4 separate regions of the Mus musculus genome follow, and regions 2, 3 and 4 are each linked to region 1. Evidence: chromatin contacts called from public Hi-C and promoter capture Hi-C data. All regions are on one chromosome and are shown on one strand. The core of a region is the stretch at or near the end of the contact, and the rest is flanking DNA. Distances in the headings are between cores, read along the strand shown.

The links. Promoter capture Hi-C pulls out the DNA fragments that hold promoters and counts their contacts. Hi-C and Micro-C count contacts between places; a contact is called where the count stands out from the background. Capture Hi-C pulls out chosen DNA fragments and counts their contacts.
Region 2: a contact with region 1 is called in a promoter capture Hi-C map of liver, with 2.1 times the contacts expected there. The contact joins the promoter of Bet1l here to the promoter of Nap1l4 in region 1. A contact is called at or near these places in 1 of 39 promoter capture datasets (erythroid cells), 1 of 115 datasets of contacts at active chromatin or transcription factors (astrocytes) and 1 of 9 other capture datasets (liver).
Region 3: a Hi-C map of B cells shows a contact between it and region 1, with 5 read pairs. The contact joins the promoter of Psmd13 here to the promoter of Nap1l4 in region 1. A contact is called at or near these places in 2 of 39 promoter capture datasets (the C10 cell line and pre-B cells), 1 of 484 Hi-C or Micro-C datasets (B cells) and 1 of 115 datasets of contacts at active chromatin or transcription factors (large pre-B cells).
Region 4: a promoter capture Hi-C map of pre-B cells shows a contact between it and region 1, with 3 times the contacts expected there. The contact joins the promoter of Chid1 here to the promoter of Nap1l4 in region 1. A contact is called at or near these places in 2 of 39 promoter capture datasets (liver and pre-B cells).

Annotation. Positions count from the first base shown.
Region 1 is chr7:143,544,756-143,551,538 of GRCm38.p6, forward strand. Nap1l4 (nucleosome assembly protein 1-like 4) reads right to left here and starts at 4,365. Exons shown (of 16, transcript NM_008672.3): 1 at 4,287-4,365.
Region 2 is chr7:140,852,221-140,859,003 of GRCm38.p6, forward strand. Bet1l (Bet1 golgi vesicular membrane trafficking protein like) reads right to left here and starts at 4,163. Exons shown (of 4, transcript NM_018742.5): 1 at 4,001-4,163; 2 at 2,854-2,945; 3 at 2,545-2,601; 4 at 1,164-2,403. The coding sequence starts at 4,019. The coding sequence ends at 2,236. Ric8a (RIC8 guanine nucleotide exchange factor A) reads left to right here and starts at 5,177. Exons shown (of 10, transcript NM_053194.4): 1 at 5,177-5,334; 2 at 5,625-5,672; 3 at 5,762-6,352; 4 at 6,643-6,734. The coding sequence starts at 5,251.
Region 3 is chr7:140,877,950-140,884,732 of GRCm38.p6, forward strand. Psmd13 (proteasome (prosome, macropain) 26S subunit, non-ATPase, 13) reads left to right here and starts at 4,445. Exons shown (of 13, transcript NM_011875.4): 1 at 4,445-4,617; 2 at 5,551-5,629. The coding sequence starts at 4,523. Sirt3 (sirtuin 3) reads right to left here and starts at 3,920. Exons shown (of 7, transcript NM_001127351.1): 1 at 3,814-3,920; 2 at 8-196. The coding sequence starts at 54.
Region 4 is chr7:141,535,906-141,542,688 of GRCm38.p6, forward strand. It overlaps Chid1 (chitinase domain containing 1), which reads right to left and starts at 3,923. Exons shown (of 13, transcript NM_001142681.2): 1 at 3,868-3,923.

The DNA.
Region 1 (6,783 bases), core at 3,115-5,614:
TTATATATTATCTGTCTTCATAAAAGCCAAAGGTCTTCAAAGCCTTAACACAAGATAAGCACATGATTACTATAACCTAAACTGGCCTGGAGAGATGGGTCAGTGAATAAAGGTGCTTGCCACTAAGCCCGATAATGTGAGTTTGATTACTGAGTCCCATATGGAAGGAAAGAACAGACACCCATAATTATCCTCTGACTTCTACTCCCAGCACATATGCAAGTATGTGCACGGATATAAAGGATCTAAAACACAGTAACTTGGTTCAGTCTGAAAGATGGCAGGCTGACCCAGCGAAGCTGGGGACGTGTAACCAGGTCCTACAGGAGTACTGACTTACAACTTAGGATCATGTCAAAGGGACAAAGGAATGACATGTTTTAAGAAGGAATCAGGAAAGGCCTCCCCACCCCCACTCCCCGGGGAGGTTGTTTATGCTATACACATGGAGGTCAGAAGACAATTTTCAGGAGTCTGTTCTCTCCTTTTAACCATGTGAAGCCAGCAGCAGACATCTTTGCCAGCTGAGCCATCTTGTTAGCCTGTAATATTTTTAAGCAATCAGATATACATTAGATTGGTCACTGAAGGTGCTAGGTGGTGCTTTTCTGCTTGCTTTTGAAACTTCTCATTAGTGAGGCCAAGGACCAAAGAAGAAAAACTTCCAGGAGGGCAGAGCATGTCCACTGACTCAATGCAGAGTTCAGGGCTTAGCAAAGGACTTGGCATGAAACAGGTAGCCAGATATCTTGTCTCAGTTAATCCCTGCATGTAAGAACCACGGTACTGAACTCCCTTTGAACATCTTGGCCTATCCTAAGCAATTTTGGAAGACACAAGATGAGGACATTTCCTTAGTCACATCTGCTTACAACATGTACTGAAACACCTCCAGCAGAAAACAGCAGGTCATCTCACCAGAGATTTCTAGAAGCCAAACCACCAGGCTTCAGGAAGAAAGGACAAAATGATTTTTTTTTTCTTCCCTCAAGCAAAATGCTCCTCTGGCAGACGAAGTACCTCGGCAGCATTTGGAAAAGTTATGAAAATATGAACAAGCAGATATTAGGACAATTTTCTTAATTCAGCACTGGCTATCTCTTCTTGTTGCTAAGAGGCATTTTCTTCCCCCATATTTGAAATTACAAACTACCTTCCAAGACTCCAGTGTCTCAAAAGTATCCTCCCACATCTGACTCTCACCTGCTCCCGCTGCAGGAAGGGCAAGGCCATTCACTATTTGCTTTACACTGGAGACCCTAGGCTGGAGATCTTGCATGAATAATACACGTTACTCTGAAGCAACTGAATGTGACTTAAATCATAAATATAATAATTATCTTTTTGTACATAAAGCTCAGAGCTAATCTTACCTCACTAGACTGAGTCTCCTGGACACAGGATGGAAGCACATTGTTACAACAGCTGACAGAACACAGAAAAAAGGAATTTAAGGCTGTACAGCAAGCAGCTAGAATCAAAAGGTAAAGTTCACAAAGCCAGCTTCTGTAGTTTTCACACTATAAAAATACCACATGCCTCCTGTTACTGTCAAATTCAATAGCAGAGCAAAGTAAAGCAGATGAGCTTCCTCTCAGGAGACAGGAGACCTGACTGCTAGATGAAAACAAATCTATGCTACCATCAACTGTCTTCAAAATGCCTAAAAATCCATTCCAAGACTCTGCTATTTACCCATTTTTACCCACCAAAACAGGCTTACTGATCTATGATTAATAACAGGTCCCAAGTGTAGTCTACGAAGCCTCCATACTACCACTATCAGGTAGTCCCTAGCAAAGGCTGAGGGTAGAAGGAAGTCCCTGCTATTTCCCTAGTACCTTCCTCTACTTTGGCAATAGGTGCAGCAAGATGAAGATGACATCAGCTTCAATTCTAAATGCCTAAATGCACTTCATCTTTCTTGCAGTAGCGCTGGCTGGCCTTGAGCTTCCTGCTTCTACCTTTTAAGAGCTGGAATACAGATACAAGCCAACACACCCACTTACATTTCCTTTTAAGTAAACAAAAAAACCTTGTACTCACGGGCTAGAAGTCCCCAACAGCTCATTACTACTGCCTCTTTTTCAAAACAGGTCACCTGGGGCTGGATGCAAGCAGCAAAGAACTCACTGATGTGCCTATTTCACACTGAGAGTTGCCCTTAGACCTTCAGATTTAAACTACCCTTTCTTAAATTTCTAACTTATTTATGTGTATGGGTGGTTTCCCTGCTTGTCTGTGCACTACTTGCAGAGGCCAGAAGAGGCTGTTGGAACCCTGGGACTTAAGTTATAGACTATTAGAAGCCACCTTATGAGTATGGGACTCAAACCTAGGTCCTCTGCAAAAGCACACAATGATCTTAACCACCCCTAAATTAACTCTCTTGTCTAGGATTTTTTTTCTTCCAAAAACCAAAATTTTAGGTACTGGCAGTTAAATTTTTATACAAATACAACATAAACTTTTATACACAACATAAAGACAGCTAGCAGGGACAGTATACTTTCACTAACAAGAGGCAAACAGGAAAAAAAAAGTGAGATAGGATCTTGCTGTTTTTCCAAGACAGATTTTAAACAGTTCCAGAGCAGTTGGGAATCTAGGTGTATACTGCCATATCTATCTTAGCTGGGGCATTTTAAGACTCAAGTACAAAGTCAGACCAAAGTGGTGAACTACCTCATTTCTAAGAATACCACCCCTGCAGGAGATTTATTGCCCACTGGTATATTCTATATACTCAACTACACAAAGCCAAATGGCCAGCTCACAAGCCATGATTTCTGAGAAGATCCCAAAATACATACATTTTCCCCCAGAACTTTGGTAATACAATTCCAGAATTTTCAAAAAACGATAAAATCACTATTATTTTCACCAGCTATTCTATATTAACTGTGAAAAACAGTTCGGGATTTAAAGCTAAAACATCAAAATGTGTTTAAATGTTATGACACTGTGAACCAATATTGGTCAACTAAGGGGGGGGGTTGAGACCGACAACTGAGTTTTACAGCATCTACTTTAGTTAAAATGATACAGCTGTAGACTACCCGACAGGTGAACTATACTCTAGTCCTATCAAAGCCCTGCTTTCTCTGAATCTTACTGTTCATCTGAATATTTGTTTCAATACGTTATTTATTTAATAATAAACATTTATTATTAAAACTGAGCCAGATTAAATCTATTTGAATTTAGATGCAAGGTACCATCACACTTAACCTATCAGGGACTTAATTTGCAATACAGGTCGAATACTCCTATACCAAAAAAAAAAAAAAAAAAAGAAGAAGAAGAAAAGAAATCAGAACGTCCCAAAACCCACTTCTTTTCGAGCACATTTTGGATTTCCAGATTAGGTACGCTCATCTGTCAGACCTACAAATATTCCACAAACCGAACCACTTCAAAACCCAGGCGTTTCTTGCTAATGCACAGTCAGCCTGTTGCACCTACATCACGTACTATTGTGAATGAGTTAAGACACGTCAGGAGCTTAAAGGAGCCCCTGGTGTGTAGTAAGCGGAGATTAGTCACCGAGAGGAAGCAACTACTATGACAGGAAGGCGGCAGTAACTTAAAAGCATTTAACTTTTGGACCAAAAACTTAAACTTGAGTCTTTTTGCTGTGGAATATGCATATGCTCGTTACCGCAGCGCACGCGCCGGAAGCTACCGCGGAAATTCCTCCAAGAGGCAGCGAAGCAGAGTTGGAGGAAGTGCGGGCCAACTTGCCCCAAGGATACCCTCGGAAGAAGGGGTACTGCTGACGACCCTGAACCCGTTAGGGGCGCCCGGGTCTGAAGGCTCAGTGTGTGTCACTAGGCTGGCTCCGCCTCCACCGCAGGCTCAGAGAGTGAGGTCTGGCTCAGAGACCGGGGCACTGTGCGGAGAGCATGCAAAGCCCGGAAGGGCGAGGCGGCGGCCCAGTAGACCCCTTCCTTCCCAGGCGCGGTCTGAGACGAGGCGTACCCAGGCCCACCTCGCTGGGGAGGCCTTGTCCTCTCAAGGAACCGCCTGCGCCGCTTCGCGTGGGTTCTCGGGCGGCGGGAACAAAGCGCGCTGACCTTCAGCCGGGGGCGGGGCTGCACGGAGGAGGGACCGGCCCGCCATCCGCCGCCACCCGCCACCCGGACCTCTGACCCGGTCGCCGCCCGCCTCTGCTCGCCGCCATGGCGCGTCGGCCTGCCCGCGCCGCCCACTCCTCCCCGTCTCCGCCTCCTCCGCCCCAGTCCCTCGCCAGCCGCCCGCCGCGCCGTTACCCGCCAGCACCGCACCTCGCGCCTCCTGCGGCAGTGGCGCCTGTCCTAAGCTCGCTCCGGGGCTGCACCGCCGTGGTCGCCAACAAAACCACCTGCCATTGGCCGTATCGCCGGGCTCCACCCTCTGCGAGCAAAACGGGCGACGAATGGACAATAGAGCTGTTTATCAACTGCACCAGGCACTAGGAAAGGCGGTATCCAATCAAAATCTGTTGAGGGAGCACGGCGTCCAGCCTAAGCCCGCGAGCTATATGTAGTTAGAGTAGTGACGTGTGTTCCGGCGCACGCGCAGTTCGTGCTTCTTTAAAGGGGCTGCTGGGCGCGCGTGTAGGACTTTGGGCTTGTTACAACCTCTAGGGTTTGAGCTTCCTGGACCACATCGGCAACGCTCTTTCCAGATTACTTACAACTCCCTGCCTTCCCCCGGCCTGGGAAAAGCACCGCCTACTTCTCAAGGCCTTCTGACCCTCTGTCTACAGTGCCTGCCTGGCATGGGACTACCCTTCTGATAGAAAAGTTCAGCACATCTGTACTGGCTGGTTTTGTGTGTCAATTTGATACAAACTAGAGTTATCTGAAAGGAGGGAGCTTTGAGAAAATGCCTCCATAGGATCCAACTGTAAGGCATTTTCTCAATGATTGGTGGGAGAGGACCCAGCCCATTGTGGGTAGTACCACCCCTGGGCTTATTGGTGGTGTCTGTAAGAAAGCAAGCTGCACAAGCCAGTAAGCAGCACCCCTCCATGGCCTGTGCATCAGCTTCTGCCTCCAGGTTCCAGCCCTGCTTGAGTTCCTATCCTGACTTCCTTCAGTAATGAACAGCAATATAGACGTGTAAGCCAAATAAACCCTTTCCTCCCTAACTTGCTTTTTGGTCATGGTGTTTTCATTGAAGCAATAGACAACATCTGATAAGAATAAATAACTTGCTTGCAGATAATGTGTGTTTTCCTAACAAATTCTACGAACAGGGCAGTTGGAAACAAAGCTGGGTATGGTGCAACATGCATGCCTTCAATCCCAGTACTTCTGAGATAAGAGATACAGGTGACAGAATGAGCAGTTTGTCACTTCCAACTATGTAGCCAGTGTGGGGCCAGTCTGAGCAACATGCAACCCTGTCTGAAAAACAAAAACTTAAAATGAAGTGTGGTTACTGAAGGCCAGAAGGTCTACAGCATTGTTTTTCTGTATTACTTCTCTTTCATTCTTAAATTGGAACTATGTATAAACAGTTTCGCTTACAAAATTAAGGAAAGTAAATAAGCTCGTATGTTTTTACTTACATTTTTTTCTGACATACATTTTTTTTTCCTGACATTTTGATTGGTTAGTGGCTGGTTTTGCTTTTCCACGACAGGGTTTCTCTGTGTAGCCCTAGCTGTTCTGGAACTCGATCTGTAGACCAGGATGCCCTCAAACTCACAGAAATCCACCTGCCTCTGCCTCTCCGGTGCTGAGATTAAAGCCGTGCAGCAGCACCACCAGGTTTTTACTTCATTTTTATTTGGGGAGTGGATGTGGTTAAATCAGACAAGTATAGAAAATAGTTTGGTAGCCAGGGACTTATTTGGTTTGGACTACACATAATGCTTTTCTAATAATGCTCTGGGCAGTGTAAAAGTCCCCCCAACATATTTTTAAAAAAGATTTATTTATTGTATATAAGTACACTGCAGCTGTCTTCAGACACACTAGAAGAGAGCATCAGATCCCATTACAGATGGTTGTGAGCCACTATGCGGTTGCTGGAATTGAACTCAGGACCTCTGGAAGAGCAGTCAGTGCTCTTAACCGCTGAGCCATCTCTCCAGCCCAAACCCCCCTTTTTAATATTAAGTAAGACACCAGGCAGTAGTGGCACACACCTTTAATCCCAGCACTCAGGAAGAAGAGGCAGACAGATCTCTAGAAATTCAAGGCCAGCCTCGTGGGCCTGTCACAGAGTATTTCTGATCTGTACTATTCACTTTTGGATACTATTTCCTTGCTACCTTACAATCTGTGTGTATCTTTATTTCAATTCCTTGAATAAAACACTCAGACCCCAATAACTGGTAATAAGTTTAATAATGGTATTTCATTATTTATTATCTCTAAGACAGGGTCTATGTAGCCCTAGCCTGTTAACTCATAGAGATCTATCTGACTGCTTCTGCCTCCTAGGATTAAAGTTATTCACTACCATGCCTGGGTTAATAAAGCTATTTGAATACAGGCTGAAGCATAGGGATTAAGAGAGGTGCTCAGAAGGTGTGGGGGGGGAGGTCTACAGCATGACACTACTTAATTTTTTTTTAAAGATTTATTTATTATATGTAAGTATACTGTAGCTGTCTTCAGACACCCCAGAAGAGGGCATCAGATCTCATTACAGATGGTTGTGAGCCACCGTGTGGTTGCTGGGATTTGAACTCAGGACCTTTGGAAGAGCAGTCAGTGCTCTTAACCGCTGAGCCATTCTCCAGCCCGACACTACTTAATTTTTAACATTAATAAAATGTTTAGTCAT
Region 2 (6,783 bases), core at 2,913-5,412, 2.7 Mb before region 1:
TGCGTGCATTCACAGCCCCTCACACTGGGCACCCTCTCATCTTACAGCTTGCTGGTGTTCAGGACTCACCCAGGCATTAGAGGGAGTGCCAGGGATAAGGCCTGAGTTGGAGGGTAAGGTTATGTATGACCTTCAGGACGTTGGTCTGACCCAGTGGCTGAGGAGCTGGTATCCCCCTTCACATGACTCATGCGAGGAAGAGCTGAATGTAACGGGCTACATACCTGATCCTCAAAGTAGCTGAGGTGGGCCCAGGGTGGAGACCCAAGGGGAAAACTAGCCACATTTGGGGTTGCGGTGGGATGGGAAGAAGAGAGATGGCAAGGACCCTGCTCTAGAGGAAGTTACCCCCAAAAGCTGAAAGCTAGATCTGGTTTGCACCAGAAAGAAGAGAAGGCACTGGCTGTTGCAAGTGCCTGAGGAAGCCAGGTGTGGACGCATGTGTCTGTAATGTCATCAACATTCAGGAGCCTAAGGCCACAGGTCAAAGCAGCCAGGAATGCACAGCAAGCCATCATCTCCCAGAAACAAAATCAGCAAAGTGCCCTAGGGTCTAGCAACATTCCCACAAAGTAGAAGTCAGCAGCTCACAGTTCTGGGAGTCAAAGCTCAGGCATGCTTGCTGTTGCTCTAGATGGAAGAATGATGCCAGCAACTATTACCATGCCTGGTGACAAAGCAGAGGGCAAAGCCAAAGCCCTGGTCCACAGATGCTGAGACACAAGAATGAAGTGCCTACAAAGGGAGACCTCAGAATGAGGGTCAAGCTAGAAGAGCCCAGCAGGAAATGTGTAGGGCGAACAGCAAAACCACAGAGCAGCAGTGTGGAGTGAGCTGCACCTTGGGGGTGAGGGGTGGGCAAAACAAAGGATGGGCACTCCTCCTTCAGAGGGTTTGAGGCTCAGGCAGACACAATGCAATGGCTAAATACATCTAAGGTCAACGTGTTCTGAGAAAAGCTGCTTGCTAAAGGAAGAAGGGGATGGGTACCTAGTGCTACAGCAAGTCATGGCTACCGGCATTAAAAGGCCAGAGTATGGCAAGATCTGGCTTCACTTAGAACTCAGAGGGAGTGGTTATGGGCCAAAGAGCCTCATGGTATGGCCGGCCTCATAGGCACAGTGAGCCAGTGTAGGAAGAGGGAGAGACAAGAACACAGACATAGAGACGGGCACGGAACTTCATAGCTCGTCTTAAAGATATTTTATGTGAAGACACAAAGTGCTAGGTCCTCATAAGCTGCTGGCCCTGTCAGCCCCACAGGTCGATTTATGTGCAAATGGGGCTGGCCAAGGCAGCAGGGAGGGCCGGCAGAGCAGGCAAGTCTGTTGAGTTATGCAACGAGGAGGTGGCTCAATCTCCCTCACACCGAGGGAGACTGGCTGTACAGGGTAGGGCAAGGTTCAGTACAAGGTCAAAAGCTCCCACTACACAAATGCTTTCCTAGGTGGCCTCCGGCCCCATAAGGATCCCCAGCAGAGAGAGCACCCCAGCACGGCCTGGCTCTGAAAAGCCACCTGGTACAGCTCTCTGTCTGTCTGTCTGGGGATGGAGACATCTTTGACACTGATAAGATTCTCAATCCCAAGGACACACACATCTGTGCCTGTGCTCCTGGACACCTGGCCTTGTGGCCCAGAAGGATCTTAGTCCAGTGCCTCTGGACTGCAGTCCACTCCTCTATCCACGGCTTTGCCTCTTGCCAGTGACTGGTGGGTACAGCCTGCCCAGGTCCACTCCTCATCAGCAGCCTCAGCCAATGACCATCATCTGGAGAGGGCTCACGGCCATATTCCCTTCTGGTGTCAGTTTCAGACTCTTCAAGGACACAGACACGGGTTTAAACCAGGCATAAACAGGTTAGGGCAATCCAGAAGGCCCTTAAGATCCTGGCTTCTGAGGAGTGTGGCCGATGGCCACAGTGGGCCCATTTGGGACTCACAGATGCTTTGCATAGACCTGGCTTGATCTCACACAACATGGCTCTGGCTCTGCCAGTGTCTTTAGCACCAGGGAGTGGCATTGGCTTTTGCCTTTTTCTTCTTCCTTCATACACAGGACAAGCCAAGATGAGCTCATTATGACAGAGGCAGCTGCAGTCGTCCTGACTTAGGAAGATGAATGACCCATGATGATAATTTCAAAGGGATTTTTTTTTTTTTTTTTGTAGTCAGGTCCTTAGGAAACCAGGATGCCAGGTGTACAAGAGCCTGGCTGCCCTTGGCTCCCACTGGCTCACGTCCTTGTCCTCGACAAGAGGTAGGAGAGGATGAAGAAGGCCACGATTAAGACCACAGCCATACCACACAGAAGCTTCCGGTTGTCTCGCCCAGACCGTGCCATCGTGGAGAAGCGCTTCACACTCCCCGTGAGTAGGCCAGTCACACTTGTGAAATCTGAGTCCTGTGGGAGAGACCCAACAGGGTCACATAGAGTTGGGACCCTTGACTACCCAACCACACTAGCAGCGAAGACCCAGCAGAGCAGACGGCAGGTGGGCGGAGCTGACTATGATTTGTACGTACCCGTACCGCGGGCACTTACCATGCCGTCTAAGTAACGGTTCTGGTCCTCTGTGTCCCTGTCGATGTCCAAAGCCAGCTGGTTGGGATACAGAAGGCACCGTCAAGCAAAGCCACAGAGAGTAGTGCCCACCTTCCCTTCAGACCAGCTACATTTTACCCACGACTCTGAAAAGTACCTATTACCAGAGAAAGCTAAAAAAAAGGCCAAGTTATTACCTGAAGCACTTCTCCAGTCAGCAATGCCCACAGACAGCACACGGCCTCCTTCCTCCCCTCTCAGCCCCACCCACCAAAGTATCTCACGGAAGGGAAGAGGGCCACCACTGACCGATTTAAGCCTGGTCACCTTGGAGGCCAGGCTGTCAGCCATCCGCTTGTTCTCTCTGTCCAGAATGTCCTCCACAGCACCAGAGCTCTGAGCTGTGAGAGAAAGAGGCGGAAGGATAGCATTCCCTCAGACATGTGGTCCCTGATTCCTCACTCCAGTGGAGACATCTAAGCGCATTCCCCCATATACTTCTGCTAACTTAGCACGTCCCACCCTATGCTCCAACAGGCTGACCACCTACACATCAGACATGTAGCATGGGTCGTGTGAGAACCTGTGTGCATGCCCAGGCAAGGACGGGCTGGGGAGCCTGAAGATCCAATCAATCTACATACACGACCCTGCTGTATACTGTTCCTGAACCGAAGTGAATATTGCCTTAGCTGAAATTGTCATCTGAGGGTGTGGGGCCGGTCTCAAAGGGAAACAGTACTTTCTGATAGGGACCATAGGGAAAACAGAACAGCCGGTGGCACAGCAGGTGACAGGAAGGCTGTGTGGGGAGGACTTGGAAATCAGATCCAAGGTAAGTGTAAGAAAGTCCTTCTACTGTAGAAACTACCTCGCCCTATGTCTGCAACCCACACAGAATCTCTGGAATGCCCAGAGCACTGTGCTCGTGGAAACCTAACTCCGATGGACAGGGACAGGTAGTTGAGAATCACCCCCCTAAGTGTGACTAGCACCGATCTGAAGCATAAAAACCACCCACCCAGCCTCGATGTGACCCACCTAAGGGGAAGGCCAGCAGCACCAGCAAACAAGTGCGACCAGACTCTGAAAGACAGACGGCTGTGTCCTACCGACCACTGCATAGTCATCGTTGTGGGCGAAGCATCAGTATCACAACTGTCACACTGAACACAGGCACGGGGGCGGGGAATGTGTGTGAACCGAGGCACTCAGGCCCCTCATTAGTAAAACCCTGCTTGGACCCTCTGCTTCCAGCTCTTGGCATCAACCACACACAAAACTGATGGCATGCCGGCTTGGGTTCCAAGGCAGCGCCAGGCGAAATCCGGCCCTGTTTTTCCAGGGATACGTAAGCGCCACCCCACGCAGGTCCTTCCACCGAGAAACGAGCGATGTCTCCAGCTCCAGACTTAGACTTCCCCTCCTACCTCTACTGCCTTTCAAGTGCTCTCACCTCGAGTCCAATCTGCCATCGCGCCCTCCAGGGTCCCACTCAGGGAATTCGCAGCACAGCAACGGACGTGGCACCAGTACCCGGGTCTTCCGGTTCCGCCTCCGGGCTAATAACTTCCGGGAGAAGGTTCTGAAGCGGAAGAAACAGACCTGGAGTGCTTCTCGGGAATGTAAATAAGGGAAGGGCGGGCCACCAGCATTCGGACCCACGGATTGGTCAGCAATATTAGTCCTGCGCTGTGGGTGTTACTCGGAGCAGGTGTTCAGACCCAAATTTGGAGCAGAGGCTAGGAACCAGCTCAGTAAATCAGTCGGATGCCTCTGGCGCTGCTAAATCCAACTGGATGGGGAGGACAGGCAGACCCGAAAGAGACTGGTGAAGGAGACGGCCGGGGCCTGCCACTGAGTAGGGGCAGAGCCGGTTAGCACGGCGGGTGACATCATCCACTGGAGCACTGTTTGTATGTGTCACTGTGGGGCACCGACTCAGCTAAGTGGCGTGCGGACCTGGCTCCCCGCTACACAGCGCTCCTACGCTTCTAACCTCAGACACGCCTCGGCTGGCCGCCCCTCCGTTGCTCCTCTCGCGGGAGTGGCTTTTCCACGGGTGTTCTTCACTTCCTTCTCTGCAATTTTCTTGAGAATAACCGTATTACTTTGGTGGCTATTCTTTTTAGATAGGTCTGCTAGTTTCTGCCTCTCGAGTGCTGGGATTTAAGAAGGCGTGCGTCACTATGCCCGGCTAACCACGTGCATTATTTTGACCATCCAAGTCGTTGTACTTCTCTTTCCCTATTCCCTATGGAAGATGAGCTCCAAGGCCTGGATCGCGAGAATCGTCTTCCCCAACTGATTAAGCGGCCAGGAGCCGGCGCTCCCTTTTTTATCACAGTACGGGGACAAGAGCGTAAAGAGGACGGTCCACGCGCGGGCCAAGCCACACCCCACTCCCCACCCTCCCATCCCACCCCACCCCCCGCCTGCCAGGAACTCGGGCTAGAGAGGAGGGCTCAAAAGGAGGACACTGCCTGGCTGGTTAGCTAGCATCGCCGCTCCAAGACTAGCCGCTCAGCGACCACAGCCGGGTTGCTCCACCTTAAGTCGGAGGCGCCTGTACACACCCTTGGGTTCGGCTGCTCTCCCAGCATCCCTCACGCGTGGACGCCGGGCTTCCGGACCTGGGCGGAGCCCCGGGGTTTGGCCGATTGCGTCTTCCCAGCCCAAGCCTTCCAGCACCCGGTGCCAGGGGCCATGGAGCCCCGGGCAGTTGCGGATGCCTTGGAGACCGGAGAGGAAGATGCGGTGACAGAAGCTCTGCGGTCGTTCAACCGGGAGGTGAGAGGCATCCGGCTGCCGAGGAAATTTCAGGAAGAGAGGAAGCAGGGGTGTGCGCGCAACTCGGCTGGGGTGTGCGTGCGAGTGGTGGCAGGGAGCACGGCGGTGGGTGGTGGGCTGGTCCCTCGGGTGGCTCTGTGGTGGCGTGTGGTGGGGCAGGTGTATGGGAGGCTAGGGTGGGCCTTGCCTTAAGGTTCAGAGCGATGGATGCTGCTTCAGAGGTCTGCTCTGACTCGAGGAGCACGGGTCCTACCTGCATGTGGATCTGAGCCTCCTGGGTCTCCCTGCAGCATTCTCAGAGCTTCACCTTCGATGATGCCCAGCAGGAGGACAGGAAGGTAGGTGTCAGCCCCAAGGGCTCCTAGGGCAGGCACGGGCTGACCCCAAGAAGAGGGCCTAGTGGAACCACTTTTGTTCGACCCCACAGAGACTCGCAAAGCTACTGGTCTCCGTCCTGGAGCAGGGCTTGTCACCAAAGCACCGTGTCACCTGGCTGCAGACTATCCGAATCCTATCCCGAGACCGCAGCTGCCTGGACTCATTTGCCAGCCGCCAGAGCTTACATGCACTAGCCTGCTATGCTGACATTACCGTCTCAGAGGAACCCATCCCACAGTCCCCAGACATGGATGTCCTCCTCGAGTCTCTCAAATGCCTGTGTAATCTTGTGCTCAGCAGTCCAACAGCACAGATGCTAGCAGCAGAGGCTCGCCTGGTGGTGAGGCTAGCGGAGCGTGTGGGACTGTACCGCAAGAGGAGCTATCCCCACGAAGTCCAGTTCTTTGACTTGAGGCTCCTTTTCCTGCTAACAGCCCTTCGCACGGATGTGCGCCAGCAACTGTTTCAGGAGCTGCACGGTGTACGCCTGCTGACTGATGCGCTGGAACTAACACTGGGCGTGGCCCCCAAAGAAAACCCTCCGGTGATGCTTCCAGCCCAAGAGACGGAGAGGGCCATGGAGATCCTCAAAGTGCTCTTTAATATCACCTTTGACTCTGTCAAGAGGGAAGTTGATGAGGTAGGTTGGAAGTCTTGGCTGAGACTCAGTTCGGGTGGGACAGTTTGCTTCCCTTTGTACCTCAGCTTGCAGGGTATCAGATATGGCGAGGACTAGAGGATGGTGTAGGCGGGAACTCAGGGAAGGTGCCTGAGCCGCACTGTGCATGGGGTTGCAGGTGGGTATTCTCCACAGTGCTTCAGGTGGCCAAAAGCACCACATGTGCTGTGCACAGCGTCTAGGGATCAACTCCATGTGGCCACAAGAACAGGGGTTCGATCTCACAGGAGCCCCTTTCTGTCTTTGGTTAGGAAGATGCTGCCCTTTACCGGTACCTGGGGACTCTTCTGCGGCACTGCGTGATGGTTGAAGCTGCTGGGGACCGCACAGAGGAGTTCCACGGGTGAGGGGTAGGGCTCACAATGTTGGGGACGGCAAGAGTTCCTAGGTAT
Region 3 (6,783 bases), core at 3,195-5,694, 2.7 Mb before region 1:
AGCATACCTGAAGTCCGGGATGCCACTGGGTGTGCTGATGCCGGCCCCCACCATGACCACCACCCTACTGCAGGCTCTGGTCCGAAGCAGCTCAGCTACATCCTGCAGAGAAAACTTCTTCTCACTGCTTCCTCCACCTCCAAAGCCGCCTGAGGCTCCCACACAGAGGGATATGGGCCTTCTCCCACCTGTAACACTGACAGCAAGAGCGCAGGAGAGAGGCAGCAGGCAACAGTCAGTCTTAGGCTAGCAAGAGTGAGGGCAGCTGGACTCTTCCCCCCGTCAAAGGTGGACATGGCCTCTCCAGTGCCAGCCAAACAACCACTTTCCCACCACGCATGACTACCAACTAAAGCACAGAACCATCTTGCATCAGGAATCGAGATTTACTTGGGGGCAAGAAAATTCTGATTTACAGACAGGTTTGCAGACAGGTTCCCTGATGCTTCTCATCATCAATGGTGTGAGCTGAAGGGCTCTGAGAAAACCACAGCTGACTGGCCAGATGGAACTTTAGAGTTGGAATGTTGCAGATCCAGAGCTAAACTTATCTTGAGCTATCTTTAGTCCCCTGGATAGGATACCTAACATCCTTTTGACTATGAAATAAGACCTTTGGAATGTCTTGACTTCAAAGACCACAAGCTTCCACTAGCCCAGGAGCAAAGACTCCCGTTAGAGCATATCGGAAGCCAATAGGATGATTTTACTGCTGCCTAACGTTCCCACTGATATTCAGTAAGTGAGTGAATTTCTGACTATCTTTTGTTCTGAGACTAGAAGTTTGTATAACCCCTTCCATAAGTGAGATTATTTCGTGTAACCCGAGTCTGTGTTTCCAGGGCACGATCATTCATACTGGGTTCACAGTAAGCTATGCATTATTCACTTTGAAGCAAGCAAGAGCTGTGCCTTGTGCCCATGGTCTAGGCACCCAGTGTGAGATGCCCATGGATGATCCTGTCCCATCCGAGGTGTCATCAGGAGCAGTGCCAAGGGCCAGAACAGGCCTTTGTGTCCAACTGTCTGTGTCACCTCCTTGGATAGAGTATGAGAGTGCTCCCTGGGACCCAGTCTGGACCTGCTTTCGTTTAGCTGATGGTCCACTGGCTTATCTGAGCACGTACTAGGTGGCCTCTTGCTGTTGCAGAGCAACTGTTAGAACATCTGTAGTAGAGCGTTCACCAGAATCTGTTTTCCAGCAGTCTCGATTTTCTCTCGGCACGCCTGCCTTTTTGTCTCTGTCTCTTCCTCATTGCAACCTGGCCCTTTTAGTTTAGAACTCCTGTGGGGGCCTAATCATAAAGATGGTGGAGATAAGAGGCACTTGCTCTCTCTAGTCCATCAGGACAGAGGAATCAAAGAGAACTCCCCCAAAAGCACAACAGCTTCACTGAGAAGCCTAAGACAAGAGATTTTGTTCCCTTGGAAGGAACCTTATTCCCAGCTGGGAAAACACACAAGAGACAAAATCACCCCGTTTTCTGGGTACCCTTACTTTCCTGCAAGCACACACCATAAACCCAAAGTACAGTAGGAGGAAATGCTCAGTGAGAAGCAAGGGGGCTACTTCCGGAAGTGGCACTTAGAACTTAGCCTGACCGCAAAGCCCATGCCGGGTCCTAGGGACCAACGCGCTAAGTCACTGCAACCCTCCTAGAGGTCTCCTGATAAAAACAAGAATGAGAAGCAGCAGCAAGCAAGCTCTGGCTCCAACACACCTCTCACTCATCAAATACCCTGGCGCACAGGGCACCCAGGGCAGTGCACTCAGAGGTTTTGCCCTAATATTTTCTGAACTCCTCTTAAACACAAACCATATGAGAATACAAAAGGGACAAAAGAAAAGTTGTGACCATTGCTGAGTGTCTGCCAACCGCTAGGCACCACTCAGGGAACATAAAAGACATTTTTAGTCACTTGTACCAAAACAAACAAACAAACAAACAGTTTGCAACTGACAGACATACATGTGGACAAAATTTTACCAAATATCTAACAACAAACTTAAGATATAACTTAAAGTACATCTACATGGTATGGAAAGCCCCTGAGATGAAGAAACTCAGAGGTTAGTATTCAGTTCTGCCCAAGACATTGTAAAGTTACAGAGGATGAAGTCACAAAAGAGTCCCAAATCTAAAATCAAGAGAAGAAGGAATGTTCTGTAAAGGCATCCTCCTCACAAACATCCCAGGGCTCCTGTGTTAGGGTTTATGACAGCCACACTGTCTTACAGATGATCTCATATTAGAAATGCTTCCACAAGTTAGAGTGTCTTTTCTGATCCCTGCTTTATCCTCAGCACTCACGAGTATGGTAGAGAAAATGCTCTGTAACCGTAGCCTAAATGAACAACTCTTTATTGAAAAGAATAAAATGTTGTCACCCACATCAAGTGACTATACCATTGTCTACCCAAATATTCTTCCATTACATTTCTTTGCTAACGACTGTGGGCCCTAAAACTGTAAGGACTCCAGGCTGGGTGTGTAGTTCAGTGGTGCCATGTTAGCCTATCAGACAATTGCAAAGCCTGAGTTTGTTACTCAGCACAGACAAAAAAAAAAAGTCCAAATTTGTACATTATATTGATAAATTGTCTTGCGTCATTTGAGCTCACTGAGAAGATGGCTTTGGAAACAAGGCCGACAACCCCTTCCCTCATGCCAGACCCATGTTTGTCTCAAAGTCCAAAGTCTGGAGGGCTGGCTCCCCTAACTATGTAAAAGGACAGAGAGAGAACAGCAAAACAGCCCAAGAGTGAAAACACTTGTGCCCTTGAGAACAGAAGGGAAACGGTTTCCAGTGGAAGTCACTATAGTTTATCCCAGTATAGGAAAGTATCTGCAAGAAAAAGAATGTGCCCTCCAGTAGGAAGGAAATCCCGCAGCTCAGACAGAGGGACAGCCCACCTGGGAGCTCCAAATGACTATCTCAACTTTCTCTGCCAGTTTCTGTTAGATGTAGCAAGTGTCCAATTTGATATTACTTCCATCTGTTGCTTTACTAAAAACCTCACTGAAAGGGTCACTCTGTTCTGGCAAGGACTCTTTACTGGGAGTTCCACCGAGCTACCTTAAAGATAGCCAATAGACGTCTGCTGACTTTTTTTTTTTTTTTTGAATATGCAGTGTGATGATTTCTCTCTAACTTAATATACTCACTTATTTCAAACTGAAAATATCCCTATTATTGATCACTCTCAGGACTCTATGAGACATGTTACTATTTTGCAGACAGTATGACTGTTGGTAAAAATTTTTAGTTTCACAACCTTTATGGGGGACAATTAAAACACAAGTAACAGCTGGATGTGGTGGCATGTGACTGTAGTCTCCGACGCTTGGAGGGAGGTGGAAGCAAGGTGGATCCGGAGTTCAAGGTCATCCTCCTTCACACAGCCAGCTGAAGGCCAGTTTGAACAAGAGACCAGTCTCAAAATAATACAAACCACGTAACCTTACCCAAGGCTGTCTACTGAGAATTTGTGGTCCAAATGGGGTGCAAACACGTTTATTTATCACGTTATTTGTAATAATTCAAGATTAGAAAGTATTCAATAAGGAAATGGTGATATAAATTATAAGACATCCATACAACGAACTTCTATAAAATATTTCAAAGACTGTGCTGCAATAGTTACATAGAAAAACACCTTTAAGGAGAAGGTAGTGATGGCCGGTCAGCAAAACCTTGTAGAAGGGCGCGCCTGCCGGGTCCTTACTCCCACAATTGCTTCCAGCTACCCGCCCCTAAAACGCCGCTGATAGCCTATCTGCGAGATCCCGTGTCTCCCCTGCCGTGGCTCACCTCCCGGACCCCACAGTCTGAGCGCGGCCAATGCCAGTCGACCGCTTAGCGCCATGATGCTCTGCAGGACGACGGCGCCTAGAGGGTCAAGCGCCATCCGAATCCCCGCCCCCGTGAGCCAAGCCCCGCCCTCTCGGCACTCTTACTCCCGCCCCCCCTCTGGCCAAGTGCCGCCCTCCGGCGCCTTCCCTCGGCCGAGCCCAGCCCAGCCCCCGCACGATAACCCGAAGTGTGGAAGGCTGTGTTTATGCCTGGTGCTGGCAGCTTCTCCCTCTGTGGGACTCTGACTTATTGGTTGGGAAGCCAAACCGGGAGATTTCATCGTTTTACGCCGCTCTCGACCTCCTTGAGTAGGCGGGTGATAACTAATGCTCTCTGAGCGATTTGCATCACACCTAGTCCTCGCCAAACGCCATCCGGTTTCAGAGGACCCAAGTCTGCAGGCTTGAGGCTACGTGACCAGTCAGTGGCTAGCTGTCCCCAGGCACCTCTACTCTTTAATGCCTCAAGGGCAGGGCCAGAAACCCGGGAGAAGTTTAGCGGAAGTCAAGAACGCGGTTACCTTGACGACCGCAACCCGTGAGGCTAGTGGGACGCTCCCAGCATGCCCCGCGCGCCCGCGGTGCCGGAAGTGAGCGAGCACTTCCGTGCGCCATCCCTGCCGGTTCTGACTGCTTAGTGCTTGTGTTGTTCCCAGCTCTCTGCAATCATGAAGGATGTGCCGGCCTTCTTACAGCAGAGTCAGAGCTCCGGGCCGGGCCAGGCTGCCGTTTGGCACCGTTTGGAAGAGCTGTACACGAAGAAGTGAGCTCCGAGGCTGGGGCGGGAGGGAGAGGACTGTGGGAGGGCCAGGGGCTCTGATCAGTCCGGAGGGTCAGGGATGTGGAGGAAAGGGGTCGAGATAGCCTTAGGAGCAGAGCTGTTAACAGGGTTCTGTATCTAGACTCCCTGCGTTCCAGCCTTACCAGCTTTGATAAGAACAATTACGAATTGCTGACTTTGATATAAGAATTTGCCTATGAAAAAACACCTCTTCCTCAGAACCTTTCCACATGACAATGTCCAGCAGTTAAAACTCTTAGTGATTTCAAGAGAAATTTTTCAGTGTTTAGTATGTACCTGCCTATATATGGTGTAACATTTTGTGTTTTTCAAAACACTTTTATCTCTATTATTAAATATTATCCTTTAGTCTTGGTATGAAGTATGCTATTTCGGTGTCCTAAAGGTTCATATATTGGCTTTTTTAAAGTATTGGCTTATTTCATCCTTCCTATTGACAGATAAGATTGAATATCAGTTTTCTATTCTGTGAGGTATTCAGCTAATAAGTAAGAGAGAATGGAGTTCAAAATATAGCTGTAGAATTCTAAAGTCACAACCAATGCCTTCAAGGCTGAAGGCATCCGTTTCTTCACATTAGGATGTGGGGCTGAGGGCTTTTTGTTTTGTAGGTTGTGGCATTGGAATTCCAGTTGACACTCAGAGTGGGAGTTGACGCTGTCTCAAAAAGTGTTCTCCAGTGTTACCTAAGAAAACTGAGTCTTGAAAGGATAAGTGACTAGGGGGTGCAAGCAAAGTCAGTCCAGAAATAGGCTTGAATTGGCTGGCGCTTGCTTTAACTCCTGGCTGTGCAGTGGGACCTGGGAAATACTTGGTGTTTGATGGGACCGTCAAGGCTGAAGGCATCCTTTTCTTCACATTAGGATGTGGGACTGAGGGCTTTTTGTTTTGTAGGTTGTGGCATCAGCTGACACTTGAGGTGCTTGATTTTGTGCAGGACCCATGCTTTGCCCAAGGAGATGGTCTCATTAAGGTAATGACTTACCAGACAGCTCAGACGATGTTGAATATAATTACAAACTATTATTATTCATTTTTATTTACTTTTAACGTGTGTGCGCCCAAGGATGCCAGAAGAGATCTCCTGGAACTGGAGTTGCAGGCAGTTGTAAGCCAACTGGTGTAGGTGCTAGGAACCCAGTTTGAGTCTTCAAAATGCTCTTAAACTATCACTGAGCCACGTCTCCAGACAATTTTTGCTTGCTTGGTTGGTTGGTTGGTTGGTTTGTTTGAGATTAGCTGTGGCTGTATAGCTCTGACTGGCCTGGAACTTGCTCTGTAGACCAGACCGGGATTGGATTCACAGTCCACCAGTGGTTAGCCTCCTCCAAGTGCTGTCATTAAATATATGCAGTGTCAGGCCCAACTCTGCTCATGGACATTTAAAGACAAGAGTGGGGGGAAGGGGCGGCATTATGGTGGTCACACTAAGCTGCATCTTTTAGCAATCACTTTGTGCCACGGACTGCTGTAAGCACTGGGCCCTCATGACAGCACTGAGAAAGTCTCTCTCTTTCTCATATGTAATAGCAGACGTAGATAAGTCACCATAGCTTACAGCTAATAAATCCCAACACTGAAACAGACTTTCTGGTTTTTACAAGTTTAGACTAGAGCTGGGAAAATGGCTCACTGGAAGTATGTGCTTCCATCCACAGGCCCTATGCATGCACCTCACGAGACAGCACCAAAAGGGGCCAATGGCACACCTGCAATCCCAGCACTTAGAAACTTGAATCTGGAAGATGGTTAGTTAAAGACTAACCTGGGTTACACAGCAAGACTGCTAGGGAGAGGGACGGTTTAAAGGGCTCTCCTCACTTCCCAGCTCTCCCAGCCCATCCACGCACAAGGGTTCCACTTGCCCAGAGATTTCTGGCCAGAGTAGTGTAGAAAAGAGAAGTCCTCTTCATTTGAAGGTGAGAGGGTTGAGGGGACGTGGTACTATGCTATCTCTCTAATGGAGCATTTTTTAAATTTTGTCAGCAGAAAAAAAATAAAAACACACTCTTTCCCATGCTTTGTCAGAGTCCTTAAGGAATACCCAGGAATTTTCTCACCAGAAGCCTTCTTTCTGGAACTTTCTTGTCATCATCTGAATTTGTAAAGAATAATTAGTTTATAATT
Region 4 (6,783 bases), core at 2,673-5,172, 2.0 Mb before region 1:
GCCTGGGCTACTTATCAAGACCCTTTCTCAAAATAAAAGGGGTGGGGGGGAAGGGCTGGGAATTTCTTTCAGTAATCCACTTTTCTAGAACGCATGAGGCCCTGGGCACTACCCCAAATACCCACTGACCAAAGAGAGGTGGGATGTGCTGAGGAGATGGCTCAGCAAATAAGAGTACATACGACTCTTGTAGAGGACCAGAGATAGGTTGCCAGCACACGTTAGGTACTCACAATCACCTATAACCCCAGTTCCAGGGGATCCAATGCTCCATTCTTATTTCTATAAATACCTACACTTAGATGCTCATACAGAGACACAAACATATACGCGTGCTTTAAAAAAATAAATCCTTTTAGCTGGGTGTGGTGGCACACACCTTTAATCCCAGCTCTTGGAAGGCAGAGGCAGGCAAATTTCTGAGTTTGAGGCCAGCCTGGTCTACAGAGTGAGTTCCAGGACAGCCAGGGCAATTACACAGAGAAACCCTATCTCAAAAAAACCCAGAAACAAAACCCCAAAATACCAAAAAGGTGGGGGTCTCTCTGGACACATAGAGGAAGATAGGTTCGTTGGGTTGTGTCTGAAGTGGAGCAGAACAAAAATCAATGCTACCACCATGTTCCTAGACGCTCATAAATGTGGATCTCCAAGGCTGGGTCTACAGATCAAGTTCCAAGACAGCCAAGGCTACACAAAGAAACCCTGTTAAAAAGAAGGGGTGGGGTGACCCAACTTTCTAGACTACTAAGGGTATACAAGGGTGAGGCATGTATAATGATATAAAGGGTGTCCAAGCTACTGCACCTTCCATGGCTCCCACTGCCCAAACGACCATTAGGGCACATTCTCTGTCATGTTCTTCACATAGCAGACTCCTAGGGTCTCATAGCATTCTTACATCAAAATGTGTTTTGTCTTCCAGCATTAATGGCTGTCCTTTGGGCAGCACACCCTGTACACAGGGTGGAATGTTATAAATTCGGCCTACTTGAGTCTTGGCTTCTGCTTATACCAAGCTAACAACGGAGAACATGCTATACTTCTCGTAACTCTGGGGTTACAAATCATTCCCCACTGGAAGGACTGTCTTAGTGAGGCTGACAAGTCATAGGAGAAGCTTTCAAATGTTTCTCAAGCAGACTCAAAGCAAGACATGTCAGGTGCTTTTTACAAAGAAATGCATTAATGTGTATAAATTATGTGTACAATCTGCTGTGCATGTGCAGAGTTAAAGAATCGAATTGGTGTTAATTTTGTGGTGCACTGTCCACTTCAGCTCTCTCTCAAGAACTAACTGCCGGGCGGTAGTGGCCCATGCCTTTAATCCTAGCACTTGGGAGGCAGAGACAGGCGGATTTCTGAGTTCGAGGCCAGCCTGGTCTACAAAGTGAGTTCCAGGACAGCCAGGGCTATACAGAGAAACTCTGCCTCGAAGAAAACAAAAAACAAAAAACAAAAAACAAAAACAACAACAACAACAAAAAAAAAAAAACAAGAATTAACTGTGGGGGCCAAAGGGATGGTCATCGGTTAAGAGCACTGGCTACTTTTCCAGAGGATCTGGGTTTAACTCCTAGCACTTACATGGCAGCTCACCACCCTCTTCTGGCTTCTGTGAGCACATAAATACATTCAGGCAAAAACCACATACATATAAAAATAAGTTGGTGAAAACATTAAATGGGGACGAGGGACTCTGGAGAGATCGCTCAGTGATTAAGAGTGATTATTCTTCCAGAGGACTGGAGTTCAAGGTCATTTATGTGTGTAACATACTGTCTACAACTCCAGTTCCAGGAGATGACACCTTCACATAGACATACTTTTGAGCAAAACACCAGTGAACATAAAATAAAAAACAATTTTTTAAAAATTAAAAGAACAAGTTTTAAATGGGGCATAGTGGATCACATTTGTGATCCCAGCACTTGGAAGGTAGAAGTAGGTAAATTAAGAGTTCAAGGTCATTTCTCAGTTATGTAGTTGTACATTTCTAGCGATGTAGTTGAGTTCAAGGCCATGCTGGGCTACAGGAGACCCTATCTCAAAACAACAATAACAACAGAGATGGTCTTTGGCTCTCACACTAAGCTCCTGCTTTGGTATTGCAGGATTTGTGGGATGCCGATTGATGTATCCTGAGCACCTTTTACTATTGCTGCCTAATATCGGTTTTGTAGGAGCAGGGAATTAGAACTCATGGCTTTCCATATACTAAGAAAATACTGGGCCATACTTTCAGCCTTCAGTTCTAATAGATTCACTGCTCTTACAGCAAGTATGATGGTCAGCCTACATTTTCATTTTTGAGAACACATTTTGGAGTGAACTGTTCATATGAGGAGGTGGGTGAGTGTATGGTTGGAAATGAAGGTGACGTAAGAAGCAGGATGATCACAACCCCAGGTGACATTTATTGACCATATGTTGCATGCCAAACCTGGTGAATTATCCACAAGTTCTCTCCACAGACCAGGACTCAGGCAGGCATAAATGTTATTCCCATTTACAGATAAGGAAACCAACACAGGGGGCAGCCCACCAAGCCATGGGGCACGTGGCTACCATCCCATCCCAACTATACAATGCAATGCAAACAGGACTGTGATAAGATGGCTCAAGTTATAGTTCTGTCACCAGCACACTGTCTCTGGGCCTCCCTGGGCTCCAGTCTAGAGATCTGTGGAAAGTTCTTTGGAAATTTTCCATCACAGAGTGTTCAAGATTTGAGGCTGCGCTGAGGGTAAGGCCTCATGTACCTAGCAAACTTGAAGGAACCCATACAACTTGCTGTATACCCTCCTACCTGAGGCTGGGCCCTCCACATAGAGCTCATTCTCTATGCCCGACAGCCACTCTGGCCTTGCTAACTCGTTTGCACACTCATGTCATCGTTCGTTCATTTGTGGCTCCACAAGCTATGCACACTAACTCACATATCTGAAATCTCTGACTTCGTTATCTTACATCCTGGTTCATGTTTATACTCCTTTATACACCACTCACCCATGTTTCTTCATATCCAGCTACACTGGCACATACATAAACTTAACACATTCACTACTGTGCTGTTCACACGTGCTTCCTGCGGCTTCTTTTGCCCCACCCCCAAACTCTTTTTTGGAGACAGGGTCTTGCTATGTGGCCCTGGCTGACCTGAAACTCACTCTATAGACCAGGGTGGCCTCGGACTCACAGAGATCCATCTGCCAGCCTTTGCCTCCCGGGTGCTAGGATTAAAGCCATCGCTACGGGCTCTCTTGATTTTATGCAACGGCCTGTGCTCGCTCATATTCTCAGATTACTGTTGGCTCGAAAGCTTCCTCACAGTCACACACTTGGCGCTCACACTTCTACTAAAGAACAATGTCACACTCTCTCCCATACCTGCTCTCACCCTAACACTCTCTCACCCTTGCTCATACTCATCCCCACTCGCTTTCTCACCCCTAATAAAGTCCATGTTCTCACATCTCCCCTCACCCATTCGGGCCCTCACACCCGCTCGCTCTCTCACATACGCCCTTACTCTCAGGCTGACACACCTGCTTTCTGACACCTACTCACCCTCACATCTGTTTCTTCCACCAGCTCACCCTCACATCTGCTTATTCCGCACGAGCTCCCACTCACCCTCACATCTGTTTCTTCTCACACTGACACGATCGCTCTCCCCCTCAAACCCTCTCATCCTCACTCACTTCCTCGCCCTCACATTCATAGCTCCCATATTGCTCTCATCCGTGCCCTCTCCTTCCCGCTCACACTCTGCCCGTTCTGTCCGGGGAGAGCCTCGCTGCCCGACGTTCCCGCATTGTGACGCGGAAGATGAAGCAGTCCCATTGCCGCCACAGCCGGGCTCACCTTCATGTCAGGAGACCGGCCAGACCCATCAAGCACGGCCGGAAGACGATTTAATCAACCGGAAGTCCCGCCCACTGGCCTCCACAAGCTCCCGCTGCGCCACGCCAGCTTCCTAGATGCCTTGCGCACGGCACGCTGGGATGGGGCGGGACCGAGATGGCTGGAGGGCGGAGTTAGAGGTGGAGCCTCGTAGCGACCGGCGAGCTGGAGAAGGGCTGAGAGTGGATCGGGACCGTCAGTTGGATGAAGACAGAGCTGAGTGTGCGGAACGTGTACTTCGTAGCCGTAGGTGCTGTTTCCGCTCCTGCAGCCAGTCCCTCTATTGATCAAGGGCCTGTCGTACAGCAGAATAGTGGGGTCAGATCCCGAAATCCTCCCAGAGAAGTTGGTGGTGATGTTGAACATCCCCTCTCCGGGATTGATGGCTGGCTGCCTCAGCACTGTGCTGAAGTCTACATTACGTCCACTTATGTGACCACCAAGGCCTTTAGGGTCTTGGGAACCCATCCCTGTCAAGTATGGGGGACGTGGGTCACTATGCGCATAGTCAGTTCCGTAGTCTCCCAGATGTGTCAGGACAGACTGTGCGCCAAGTCTTTGAACCTCCACATTATCCCAGTTGCCACATTTCTGTCACTATCTATAGGTTTGCAGTGCCCACTACACTGTCTCCAGTAGAGACACTGCTCCAGGCAATATAACATCCTTCTCCAGATGGCCTAGCACAGCGAACATTCTATCTGCCTAAATCCCAGAGCTGTCTTGGTCCTCGTTTTTGGTCTTGCAAATTGTAGGAGCTAGAACCCACAGAGGCAGACACCACGCTCCCCACCCCCATCTCAGCTTTAGCAAGAGGAGCCCAGACACTTCTTCGAGTGGGTTGAAAGCACACGTGACCAGCATTTTTATTTTTCATCAAGCTGACTAGTCCCCACCCCCATCCCTTGCTGTTCCCAGCAGTTTCCTGCAGAAACCACATTTGGCCTGTCCACACCCAGTTAAACCCTCTGGCCCACTCCACTATGGTCTGTTCCAGGATTTGCAGTGCGGCTGTTTCCCCATTCCTGCTGCTGCAGAGGTTTCTCACTGAGCTGAGCTTCGTGTTCTTCCTTCCGAATCACGTTTCCTCCTTTCTCTTCCCCATATTTTCTGCCAGCTGTCCCCCAAGCCTTTCTACAGGGGCGGGGCTGGGTGTGTATGCTAAGGCATGCTGTGCATCACCATCTGCTTTCCTGGCATCCAGCTCAGCACCCTACTAGGAACAAATGCCCAGAACAGTGATTCCAAGTGGGCAGAACTCTGGAGAGGTGGATGTCCTGAGAATTGTTCAGTCCAAGCAATACTAAAGAGACCATCATTCTTTTAAACCAGCGAAGGCATTTGGATCTGACTGATGTAAGAGGTCTTTGAGCTAAAGACTTGGCAAAGTCCACTAAGGATTCCACTCCCAGTCTGTGTTGCAGACTCTTAAGAACAGAAAGGAGAGAAAAACAGAACTCAAGACCAGCCCCTTTCAGGGTTCCATTAGACAGATGCTCAGGAGCCTGTTGAGCTGTACCCACAAAGTCTGCCCTGCCCTCACCTGCACAGCCTGACAAAGGGTGCCCCAGATCTCTGGTATGTGTGTGTAGGTGAACACTGGCTTCTCTCCCCTCCACGGTATTAGGAGTGAACTCAGGACTAAACACCTACTTGGCCAACACTCTACCAATGAACTATGTTTCCAGCCCCAAACTGATTTCAAGTGTTTAGCCACCTTTTAGTCACACAGAAAATACAGAAAGATGGATAGAAAAGACCAAGAGAATCAGAACTAAAGCATTAACACTCCGTATTAGTGAATCCATTCCAATTTTAATGTTTCTGCAGTATTTGAGGTAACTTTAGATTTTCTGCATTTATTTATTTTTGTTTGAAAAAGATGTTTTAAATTTTTATTTATTTACTTATCTATTATATGGTGTGCGTGTGTGTGTGTGTGTGTGTGTGTGTGTGTGTGTAGCAAGCAGCAGTAGGAGGCATGTGGAGGTCAAAGGACCACTTCTGGGAATTGGCGCTCCTTTCTCCATGTGGTTTCTGGGGATCCAGCTCAGACTGTCAGGTTTCTAATCAAGTGCCTTTACCCAGTGAGTCAGCCCCTTGGCCCAAGGAATTAATGTTTTTAAAAATTCAAATTCTTGGGATTCCTGAGATATTGTTGCTCATTTAAACAAAGTACTAAAATGCGGGGCATTTTAGAAATTGAAGCCAGATGTGATGATGCATGGCGCTATAATATCAGCACTTAAAAGGAAGATGGCCATAAGTGCAAGGCAAGCCTGGGTTATATAGCAACATACACACTCTATCTATCTATCTATCTATCTATCTACATATATATGTATATGTATATATTTAGAGAAAGAGAGAGAGAAAGAGTTTGAAAATGCTTATTTAATTGTGTTTGAAGTGGAGTAAAATATTATACAAAGGCATCTAAAAGTGACTGTAAAAATGTCACTGTAAAAATGTGGGCATGGTGGCTCATAACTGAAATCTGATAGTCAATAAATTCAAAGCCAGCCTGGGCTAACTGAGACCCTGCCTATAAATAAACAAGCAAACTGAATCTTAGTTCCTAGTTCTTTTTTTTTTAATTTTTAAAAAAGATTTATTTGTTGTTATATGTAAATACATTGTAGCTGTCTTCAGACATGCCAGAAAAGGGTGTCAGATCTTGTTATGGATGGTTGTGAGCCACCATGTGGTTGCTGGGATTTGAACTCAGGACCTTCGGAAGAGCAGTCAGTGCTCTTAACCGTTGAGCCATCTCTCCAGCCCCTGTTCCTAGTTCTTTTAACTTTAGTGTAAATCTGAGTATAACTCCCCTGGCCAGAGCACTAAACCAGACCTTAGTCAGTTTCTCAGTCTTTGTTA